Linked DNA regions of Gasterosteus aculeatus: regions 1 and 2 are each linked to region 3. The links are chromatin contacts, called in public Hi-C maps. All regions are on one chromosome and are shown on one strand. Each heading gives the region's core, a stretch centred on a gene start, on an enhancer-like site or on the middle of the called end of the contact. The rest is flanking DNA. Distances are from core to core; before and after follow the strand shown.

Region 1 (3,673 bases), core at 733-3,232, 43 kb after region 3:
AGGGGGGGCGGGGGGGGGGATCCTTTTGCCAAGTCTGCACTATTGGATTTGGATCGTAACACGGCAGTATCAGGTTAGGTGGAGAAAGGCCATGTGAATATCCCGTCGGAATCACAACAGACAAGGGCCGATTGTTATTGCACCGCCCCCCCCCATTAATGATTCAATCGTTTGACCCGTAACATGATTTCCCCGTAAAACTATCTCAGCCTCAGAGATATTTAAAATCCATGGGTGTGTGCGTCTCTGTTTGACCTTCCCAGGATGAGACAGAACCGATGCCTGAGGCTACAACTAAAAGTGCAATATTTAGAGGAAAGAAGAGAATGGACAAGGTATCATAGTGTAGCGTGCCTTAAGTTCATACATGTATATGGTTCTGATTAATGTTACTGTTACGTAGGCCAGGGTTGGGGTACCGCCCCTTCCGGGGTAATGTGGGTAGTCTGGGAGCACAAGAAGGGGAAGTTGAGTTCTGACTAAAATGATGACCGGGTGTTGTGGAATGGCGTGGCTGTGGCCGACAACAGGCAACAATAAACCCGAGTGATAAGAAACTGGCTCTTTATTGACACGGAACGTTACAATAGTACGTGTATGTGTGTGTGTGTGTGTGTGTGTGTGTGTGTGTGTGTGTGTGTGTGTGGCAGCTGTGCCTGCCCTAGGGTGTTCCAAAAAGCACGGCCACAGAAAAGGAAGGACCTTACTTGAAATATGCACACATACAGTGTGAGCGAGAGGGGCGGACATAAAGGGGCAGCATCGTCGCAACACGTCGTTTGAAGGATCGGTACCGACAGAGCAAATGTTCCTGGTCCGGCTTTCGCCTGCTCCGACACACAGATACGTGCATCCTTCCTTCGGTGAATGGAGCGCCGCCAACACGCTCACCGGCTCACGCAGAGAAAAAGAAAAACCAAGCGAGGGGGAGCCGGCTGAGGGAAGGGGGGAAATCTGTCCTGTGATGGCTGTAAATGAGGGCCCTGGCGGCGCTGTCACATCGCGTTTGGCTGAGACTGGGAGGAGGTGGGGGGGGGGGGGGGGGCATGGACACTGTTTACAGATAATGAACTTGGGGGAGATGGCTGGAGCATGGGCAGACACTGATTGTGTCACAGCTAGTGGTGTTCCACTGCTCCCCCAGCGACAGATACAAGGCAAAAAGGAGCGAGAGGAGAGTCAACTGAGTGCAGAGAAGGAGGGAGAAAGAGAAGCCTAGAAGGCGACGTTCGAGATGGAAACACAGCAAGGGGAACGAGACGAGGCCCGCAAGCAAAAACATCCGAGCGTTTATTCTAATTAGAGCCAGCTAATGTGTCTCCAGGTATGGAGGCCGTCGGCGCTTCTCTGTGAGTAATCCATAGCACGCGTGGTCCCTTCGTACGTGGTTGACAGCTCACTGTTCGTAGGGTGTAACGCGGCCTCCTCGCCCGCTCCGTGTGTTCAAACAGGGTGATGCACGGTTACTCCTTCAGTCTGCACCCCACCCCCCCAAAGTGCCGCATCCATCCGCCCACCCAACCCCGCCACCCTTCCTCGAAGGACTGTTTTCTCCAGCCTCCCGTCGAGGTGATGAACGTGATCTCTCACTCTGATCATCTGTCTTTCGTAAAACACACGGAATCCGACATAAAAGGATTAATCCTGCTCGTGGGAGACAGAGCCAAATGTATAGATTTATAATTCCACACTCGAGTTCCCCGCCTTGTTTTAATGCTTCATAAACACTTGGTGTTTTCAGGTCTCTGTTCCAATAAAAACAGAGAGCGCGGGGGTGTAATATGTGGAGCTGGGGGAAATTAAAGCTGAAGTTCCTCTCCTCCTCAGTGCTTTCCCAGATCTCCCCCCCCCTCTCCCTCTCCCTCTCTCTCTCTCTCTCTCTCTCTCTCTCTCTCTCTCTCTCACACACACACACACACACACACACATGCACCCAGTTAATCAGCAGCCCAGAGAGAAATCTAAGACCACATCTACACCCAGTGGAAGGAACCTGATACAACCACATCCCCCCCCCCCCCCCCTCCCTTCTCTTCCACCATTCCCCCCCGTTCTCTTAATCATCAACACACACACATGCTCCTCCTGCCGATAAATCAGACGCAAGGTTCAGTATGATTACCTAAAGTTAATGAAGACTGAAAGCGATCTTGAACGCGGTTACCACGGAGACGAAGTCTTTGAAAGCGGAGGGCATAAGAAAAGCCTTTTTTTTATTATTTCTTTTTCCATTTCTGCCTCCGCTGCTATTTCCAAAAGTCGTTTTCACTGTGCGGTGACAAACATAACCCTTCTGACTTGTGGAAAAATAAATCATACTTTCAAGTGAAGACAAATGCCTTCTCCGTTGGGAGTAGCCTCGGGCTGTAGTCATAATGGTCTCTCTCTCTCTCTCTTTCTGCCTCCCCCCTCCCTCGTTCTCCTCCTCTCTTTTTCTGTTTGTCTCAGAGCAGGGAGTTTCCTGATCTAGTTCTGAATGTCCACCCAAAACGACCTTACAGGGCAGATCAGGTGTATATTCCTGTTTTAAGACTTTATTTCATGGGAAACCTGGAAGAAAAGCGGCTCCTCAGCCGCAATATGGAAAGGAAAACTAATCAGGAAGATCTTTGCAAAAACATGTAGCGCTTCGTTAACCAAAAGGTTCCCCGGCAGGACCTTTGGACCTTCTGTTGCATGTTGTAACTCTCTCTCTCCCCTCAATTTCTTTACTGTTATTTCTTAAATGAAAGCCAGATCGAATCTTTCTCACTTATGGTGATGTGATCTCACACAAAAATCATGGCCGTCTGTCTGTGTCTGTGTGTGTGTGTGTGTGTGTGTGTGTGTAAGTGTTGGTCCCGGCTCGGGCCCGGGTCCGGCTTGGGACAGGCCAGCTGCAGGAGTCTGTCTCCCCTCCTTGGTGCTATCGGGTTGCTTCTCCTTCTCCTTGAGCCCATTACACAGGCCTCTTTATGCTGCGCTAAAAGCTGCTCATGTTCAAACACTCCTGGGAAAAGCTCCTTAAAAACACGTCAGGAAGAGAGGCCCTGTCTGGTAAAATATTAATAGGAAGTTAATTGGTTGTTAATGGACTGGTGCTTGGGTCGGAATGGCCCTCCACTGGACAGGCCACAGAAACGATCCATTCAGGGGTGTCACCTTACCGCCTCTTTTCTAATTGTTTTCCGGTCACTGTAGCCGTGAGTTGCGGTGTTAAAAACATCATCGCTGGAGTTTTATGGAAGGTCCTGCAAGAAGAATTGAGCCACGTGCCAACCGCAATTCCACACGAGCGGGAACATTATGGGTGTTCGGTTACTTGGGCGTCAAGTTTTCTTCCCTTTTAAAAAATAATTGATGGTTGTTTTCCTTTGTGTTTTATTCTCGCACATCCAGAGCAACGATTGAACTCCCGTTAAGTCTTTCCTTAATCTCCACATGAGGGAATAGTTTCAACTTTTGTTGTTTGTGGTCAGCGCGTTTGTGCTCTCTGCGGTCACCGCTATCCACCGGGAGAGAAATCCCCCTTCTGCTGGAGTAGGCATGTAATATTGATGCAGAGCAGACTCGGAGAAAACACAGGAATCAAATGGAATCCAAACGAAGTTCAAATGTCGACATCAACGCATTCATTTTTAATCATTGCAAAGCTACGGGCCGCCGATCTTTTTAAGGGGAAGCCACATGGGCA
Region 2 (3,545 bases), core at 710-3,209, 39 kb before region 3:
GCACGTAGGTCTGATGGTCCTCAGCTTTGTTCCAGACTGAACTGTTGGATTGCCATGTGGTTTGGTTTCAGACGGTGGTGGTTCCCAGAGGATGAATCCTCCTGACTAATGACAATGCCCTGTAGACATTTCTGCTTTTTAATGAAATTTCTGGACAGTTATTGGATCAATTCCCGTTCCATCTTGCATAAATATTTACCGTCTCTCCGGAGGATGAATCCTTCTGTCTTTTCTGATTGTCTCACATATCCGGTTGGGCCACAGCCAGGTCGAAGCTTTCACTTGTTTTGAGAAATACCTCAACATCTACTACAGTAGATATTGTGTGATATTCGGGGGCCCCGTAGGATAAATCTTTACGACCATTGGGATTTTTGCTCTAAGAGGTGGACATTTGTGTTCAAACGTGATGATAAATGTCTCAAAAATGTACGCCATTAGCATTGGTTACACACGTTCGTCTCCCCTTCGGGATGAACTCAGAAAAACATCATCAAAATCATCATTAATGAGGATAATCTTTTGTTTCTGCCCGACTCCATTTTGAATCTGAAGAGCGTGTGTGAGCTTGTGTGGTATCAAAGTACATTCAAGCTATTTATAGAGGAAGTAATCACAGCCACCTATACACATTAACATGATGACCTCATTTCTTGAAAATGCCATTATCTCATAGGTGGCTGTCTGGAGAGGGGGGAATAAATCAAACTGCCTTCTGCGTGTTTGACAGAACGTGAAACTTGCTCAATGCTTTCCTTTGTCCTTACATGTACTCCACTTGGTAGAGCTTTTATGTCTTGGTAGAATAGCGTGGATGATCCAATACCGGATGCTGTATATGGTGATGAGTTTGTCCTCTGCCACGTGCACTGTTCTCAAGGCAAAGGTCCGCGTTGTGTTGTGCTTGGCTCATGATGTGTTTTGAATTCCGCTGCTTCCCAAGCTGCGGTTGGATGAATCTCTTCCAACAACAGCACGCTACATCGATACCGTCGTCCTCGTTGGGCCGAAGCTCCTATTGACCGCTGAGCTCGGGCCCTTCTTCTCCCCCAAAGTTGCACAAAGGAGGCGTCTCATTGGCTCGCCGTGGATCGGGGCTCTATCCGTGACTGAGGTATCAGGTATCCCAGACGTCCCCACAGTCGGACGGGCACATGCCAGCTTTGTGCCAACCGGCCTGTGTTTGCTGGTTACTATGACAACTAAATTCAGGCACCATAAATCGTGTCTTAATTTCTCTTATCTCTCCTCTCTAATTATATTGAATCCAACCTTCTGTGTTCCATGAATCGATTTCGTCCCAGCCATTAGGGGGCGACATTGATTGAATTAATGCTCCAAAATTAAGAGAAACCCTCCCTCTCCCCTTATTTCTCTCTCTCTCTCTCTCTCTCTCTCTCTCTTTCCCACACACACACACACACACACACACACACACACACACACACACACACACAGACCCACAAAGGGGGCACAGACATGGACATGATCAATTATGTGTCAAGCATTTCTTCCTCAATGAATGAATGGCCCAATGACTATAGGCTACCGACCGTCTATTGTCTATGGACACTGGAGACTAAGTTCTCATGCAGTTCATTATCCCTAAAGGGGACAACTAGAAAGAGATCCAACGAGACCATTAATCATCATGCCTTTCACAGCGCATAGAAGGAAAGGACCAAAATAACAGTTGTCCTTTACAGTACATTCCAAAGATCATGTAAATGATGAGAGGCTTTAACGTTCAAGTATATTTATCGAGAGAAAATATTTCAAATTCCCTCTTCCCTCTACCTACCTACCTACCTACCACAGGCATAATTATAATTCCCTATTGCGAGGTTTTCATAGGGATATATTACAGGAATGTTACGGCATCCATGCTCAGTGCAGGATCTCCAGGGACAAGCAGGTCCTGGGCTTAAAGGGGACTTTTTTTTTTTTTTTTTTCCTCCAGTAGGCACTTTTACGCAGATACTCCAACAGCCTATCGCGCTCGTTTCCCCATCTCCACAGCTCTCAGTATGACGAATAACTCTAAAGTCCAATTCAATTTGGGTCGATGGCTCGGACCGACGTTTTTTTTATTTTTTTAAAGTGGAGGGATGGGGGGGGGGTGGAGATCCGGGGGTCAACCCAATAACAGACGCCCTCCCCTGGCAGCCCCTCCACGTCCCCATAAATAAATGCCTTCGCTTCCTGCATGCGAGTGGGGGCGGCGCGCTGTGATTGGCCGCCGCTCACCCGGTGGGCGGTCCCCGGCGTCGGTCCTCTCCGGCTCGGGTTACAGTTGAGCTCGAGCCGCTGCACTCAGCGGAGCGCAGAGTGGCTGGAGCGGGTTTTAAAAGAGAGAAATACACCGGCGTGGACGCGTTGACGAGCCGATTCAGAGCCACGGGAGCAGAACGATAGACTGATCTGACCTCAACCCGCCACTTCCCCCCCCCCTTTCCTTTTTAATGTTTGTTGGCCACCGAACAACAACAACGAAACACGACGTGCGGTTTAATTAACGCGGCGGTCACGCAGCACGTCCCCAAGCCGACTAGAGAGGCGACCCCGCGGGAGCGCAGCGCGCACGCGGAACGGCACCGGGACCCCCGCGAGGAATATTTACAATAGCAGCACAGTTCATTCGCGAGGAAGAATAGCAAAGGTTGAGGAGGAGGAGGAGGAGGAGGAGCGAAAGATAACAGTGGAATGAAGTGGACCTCGGGATTCCCGGCGCGCTGCGGAGTTGTGACTGACGGGTGAATGTGGCCATCTGTAGCTTGTGTACGGCGGCAGGTACGCGCACCATCGGCGCAGCTCTGAGAGGGACGCGACGCCTGCGCTTCGCCCAATTAAATCTCCAGATCGGAAAAGAAAAAACTATCCCACCGGTGAAGGATCTGTGCCATCGCGCATCGGGTCGCACCGCTGTCCGGTCCCCCCCCCCCCACTCGCACGAAAGGACGCGACGGGCCGCGTTGCCTCAGCCACGGGTCAAGCGGGACACTGAGGGGTTCTGCTCGTCCCACGGACAGTTTACGCTAGGACGCCCGGGAGGTCTGGAGCAGGTTTTCTTTTAAAAAAAGGAGGAGGAGGAGGAGGAGGGAGAGAAACAGCGGTTGGACAGAAGGACATGTATCTGATCACGACCTCTCATGCTCCCGACTGATCGCTGCTCACCTTCCCACCGGGCGAACCACAACTGAATGCTCGCGCGCACCGGTCCGACGCTCCGAGACCCCTTTTGGCTCACTGTCCGCGCACCGATCGCAATGGCGGGACTCGGCTGTTGGAAGCATTGCCTCTGGATCTTTATTTTAATGTGCAGGACGGCGTTAACCTCGACCAAATCGCTGGAGACTATAATCTGGGGCTCGCAGAATTCCAAGTAAGTCTCGTATTTCATGTTGTACCGGCGAGCCAAAAGTCGCTGGGTGCGCGCGCGCGTAATGGAGGACTGGCATTACTGGAAAAGTTACCATCGTGTGCGAGCTGCGTTAAATGTTCAGTTGGGTCCCTTCAATGTGGCCCTTGGAAAAGGGCGAGCACAA
Region 3 (3,781 bases), core at 634-3,133:
GCAGGCTGTGCCTCCCCAGCCCTCAGGTGACACTGTGCTATTGTGCCAATCGACCGCATTCAGAAATTCCATCATCTGAAGTCCCCACAGTGCGCACCTGTCAGATTACGTGGGCTTTTGGGCTTAGAAGCGTGTGTGCGCATTGTTAGCAGGCCTTTATTTTGTTGCTGTGTGTACGTGTGTTTGCGGCGGGTGTTGTGTGGCGGGAGTTCTGGAGAGAGGTTCAGGATGCGATGTACTCTGAGATCAGTCTTGTCTGCATCTGTCATGTTGGAGTGTGCTGAGTCTGTTCGTGTTTGAGACGGATGACTTGCTCCGCTCCCCAAGGTCCTCCTGTTATTCCGCGTCCTTTATCGCCTGCTGATCCGACAGACGGACCTTTGTTTGTTTGTGTGCGCGTGCGTCTCTGTCTCCGTGTGCGTAAAACCTCCGCATGTCCAGGGCCCCGTCGCATGTGCTTTCGTTGAGTGCACGAGGAACTGGGTTGTCCTTCCTCATGGTCTTTGCGTGTGGATGGACGTTTTTTAAGGCTGCGCAGGGGGTTTGCCGAGTTGGTAAATGGAGAAAAAAAGAAAGGTTGAAAGCTCTGCTCACCGGCGGGTACACCGGAGACGTGCAACACAGACACCCTGAGCTAAATGATGCAGAGGCTCTCTGTGTCTGCAGGCTGTGAGTCTTGTAGAGACACACACTCAGAGACACTTTGGGAGCTGCTGACAGGTCCGCTGCAGAGGTTAAAAGCTGTCATAAGTAGTCTTGAAGCTCGAGGCCATGGAAGTCCTCCATGCATAACCTTTGGCTCAGTGATGTGGGACTGTCTTGACTGATGTACAGCGACCACAAATACACACACACACAGATCAGCAAGGAAACTTCACAAGTTCCCGAACATTTGTAAATATACATGCTGGAATACAAAGTCACACTTGTGCACATATCTGTCCAGGCATGCAAGCATACTATAACTGGACACCCACACACACGGACTCAAATGAACACAAATGCACAGGGGCCAAAACACACACAATGAGAGATTCAGGGGAGCGTGTAAGAAATTGTGAGTGTAAAAGAGACGCGGGCTGGCAGAAACACACACACACACACACACACACACAAAAACATGCAGATACGCACACAATCCAACACTTGCATATGCTTCCTCCGCTTCACAGAGAGATCACCTCCCACTTCTTCTTTTTTTCCAAACTGAGCTCTCCTCCTCCTCTTAACTCCTCACTTCATCACCTCCTTCCATATTCCCTTACCGACATATGCACACACACACACACACACACACACACACACACGCTGGCATGCAAGCTCACTTCAGACGGATCAGGTCTCACCCCTCCCCGGGTCGTACGCTACCTCATCTTCGAAAAAAGGAATCTCCTGCTTCCTCTCCTGCCCTCCCTCACCCCTCTTTCCATGCCCTCTCTTAACACCTCACCCCTGCACACGCACACCCCCCCCCCCCCCCCCCCCCCCACCCTCCCCCACGCTATCCCATATTGCTCTCTGCTGGAAGGACTTAGAGGTGGCCTGTAATTTTGGTGTCGGAGGAGCTCTTAAGTCCTGCCTGATCTTCTGGCTACACAGGCAGCCAGTGTGTGTGTCTGTGTGTGTGGGTGTGTGTGAATAAGTATGTGTGTGTGTGTGTGTGTGTGTGTGCACATGTCAGTGTGTATTTTAGTGTGTATTTGCTTCCGTTGGGCCAAGTGCTTACATGTCTGTATATATTTTTCAAAACTATTTTCAACTGGGGTTGTGTGCAGCCGTGCGTGTGTGTGTGTGTGTGTGTGTGTGTGTGTGTGAGTGTGTATGAGAGAGAGGGAGAGAGAGAGAGCAGACTAATCGGGATGCAGGAGAGGAGCTCCCCCTCTGGCTGCATCCTGAAGCAGTAAGCCGAGCAACAGTTGTGTGCACCGGACCGCTAACCACCTCAAACCTCGACACTAATGCTGCGACGTGCTCGCCGCGGCGGCTACCGGCAACATCTACAGTTTAGCCCGACCCAAATTCGATATAAGATTAGCAAAAATGAAGATGCAGCGATGAAGTCCATGATAGGACTATTTCATTTTGTCTGCCGGGTTTCATTATTGAAGAGGAGGACGAGAAGGAAGGGTTCATCGGAGATGATGTGAAAGGTTCTGAGTGCGAGCGAGAGGTTGGAGGTTGATTATTGATTTCCAGTTCTATTCCTGGGACAGAGAAATGTAGGCAAAGACATCTATTTAGATCCATTTCATTGTGCAGTAATCAGGCTTTAGCCATGGCCTAATACTCGGGATTAGAAAAGGTTCAAAGTGCAAACATCCCGATCCCCCAGTATTATTCCAGTCTACCAACTTCTGTCTGTCTGTCTGTCTGTGTGTGTGTGTGCGTGTGTGTGTGTGTGTGTGTGTGTGTGCGTGTGCTCGCATGCATGCCAGATCTGCTGGGTAATCTGTGGAATCAGGCCCATAAACCTAATCTAACGCTCTCTGCGCTCGTTCAGGAGTGAAATATAATGTTCAAATAGGCTCCTTCTCCCCCACTTTGAATGCGGCGCGCTAATGTAAAGCAAAGACCAAGATGGAAACATGGCAGGTGTGAGCAATAGCCCGGCTCTGTTGTGACGCTGTTGTTTGATAGTCTAGCCCCGTGCTTTGCCTCCAACGGCATCCGAGCGGCTTTGTTTGCTGCTGTTTTTCCTGATGCTAAGTGTGAGCGATGGGATCCTGGTTGCGACTGTTTATTTGTTGAGCTTCTTTTTTTCCTTTTTTTTTTTTTTTTTTTCTTCTTCTCAAAATGTAGTCACTATTACTGCGGGTGGTTGCCGTGAATACGCCGGCTAGGCTTGGCTCGTCTAAGTGGAAGTGTGAATGCTGTGGAGAATGAGGGTTTGTGTGTGTGTGTGTGAGTCAAAGAAAGGTAGCCAATGAATGTCACCTCTCATCCACTTTCTCATTAAACAACCTGCTCTCTGTCTGTCACACACACTGTATCCATCCCCCTCGTTCGCTGCTTTAGGGCAGATGTTGCGCACAAGAGCAGGTACGCAAGCGCACACACACACACACACACACACACACACACACACACACACACACACACACACATGCCCACTGTATGAAAGCCAGCAGCCCCTCCTGGGCTGGACAGGAATAATAAGCAGCGGATGATTCATGATGGAGTTGGGGAGGAGGGATGTATTCAGCAGGACCACCTGAGTGACCTCATTTAGCAGACCTGAGAACAAATATAGACCGCCGAGTCACCCCTTAGCCTCAGCTTGTGTCGTCCCTCACACGTCTCTCCCACTCCTGCACCTCCGGGAGCAGTTCTTCGGCTCCATCCCGAACGTCCTTGGGTAAATCTGTGTGCATTCACATATGGATCTGAATGCGGCGTTGGCGGCGGTGTGCATGCGTAGTATTGGAACAGGAGCCCTTGTTGCGGGCCAGCTCTTTGACCCGGCGAGGCTTTCTGTTGGCTGACACGTTTTGCGCTGTAGAAATTTCCCAACATCAACATTTGGCACCTGGTTTCTCTTATGACTTCAGCAGCTGTAGTTCTTTTGTTCTCCCAGTGGCCCCTCTGCGGCCAGTGAGACACACCCACAGAAAGGGCCCTAAACTATACAAAAAAGCAGCTTTGGAGCCTAACCGCTTTATTAAAAAAGAGCAACATTCCTTCATGCAATGACCAGCTCTTTCGGTATCCTGGGCTCCTCGCGCTTAACCGGTTTGTTCCACTAAATCATTAACAGAAGAGAGGGGGTTTCTTTGTTCTTCGT

The links. Hi-C and Micro-C count contacts between places; a contact is called where the count stands out from the background.
Region 1: a contact with region 3 is called in a Hi-C map of whole body, with 1.7 times the contacts expected there. The contact joins two enhancer-like sites. A contact is called at or near these places in 2 of 6 Hi-C or Micro-C datasets (skeletal muscle and whole body).
Region 2: a contact with region 3 is called in a Hi-C map of tail fin, with 1.9 times the contacts expected there. The contact joins the promoter of efnb1 here to the enhancer-like site in region 3. A contact is called at or near these places in 4 of 6 Hi-C or Micro-C datasets (skeletal muscle, tail fin and whole body).

What each region holds. Positions count from the first base shown.
Region 1 is chr4:15,444,414-15,448,086 of fGasAcu3.hap1.1, forward strand. No RefSeq gene overlaps it. Among protein-coding and RNA genes, the nearest start is that of LOC100359388, 11 kb to the right of the region's middle. Within about 2 kb of position 1,983, at least 5 of the 9 cell types and tissues checked have open chromatin away from gene starts, as enhancers often do.
Region 2 is chr4:15,361,680-15,365,224 of fGasAcu3.hap1.1, forward strand. efnb1 (ephrin-B1) reads left to right here and starts at 1,960. Exons shown (of 5, transcript XM_040175606.2): 1 at 1,960-3,382. The coding sequence starts at 3,201.
Region 3 is chr4:15,401,233-15,405,013 of fGasAcu3.hap1.1, forward strand. The region is part of intron 2 of efnb1 (ephrin-B1); the gene reads left to right. Among protein-coding and RNA genes, the nearest start is that of efnb1, 39 kb to the left of the region's middle. Within about 2 kb of position 1,884, at least 4 of the 9 cell types and tissues checked have open chromatin away from gene starts, as enhancers often do.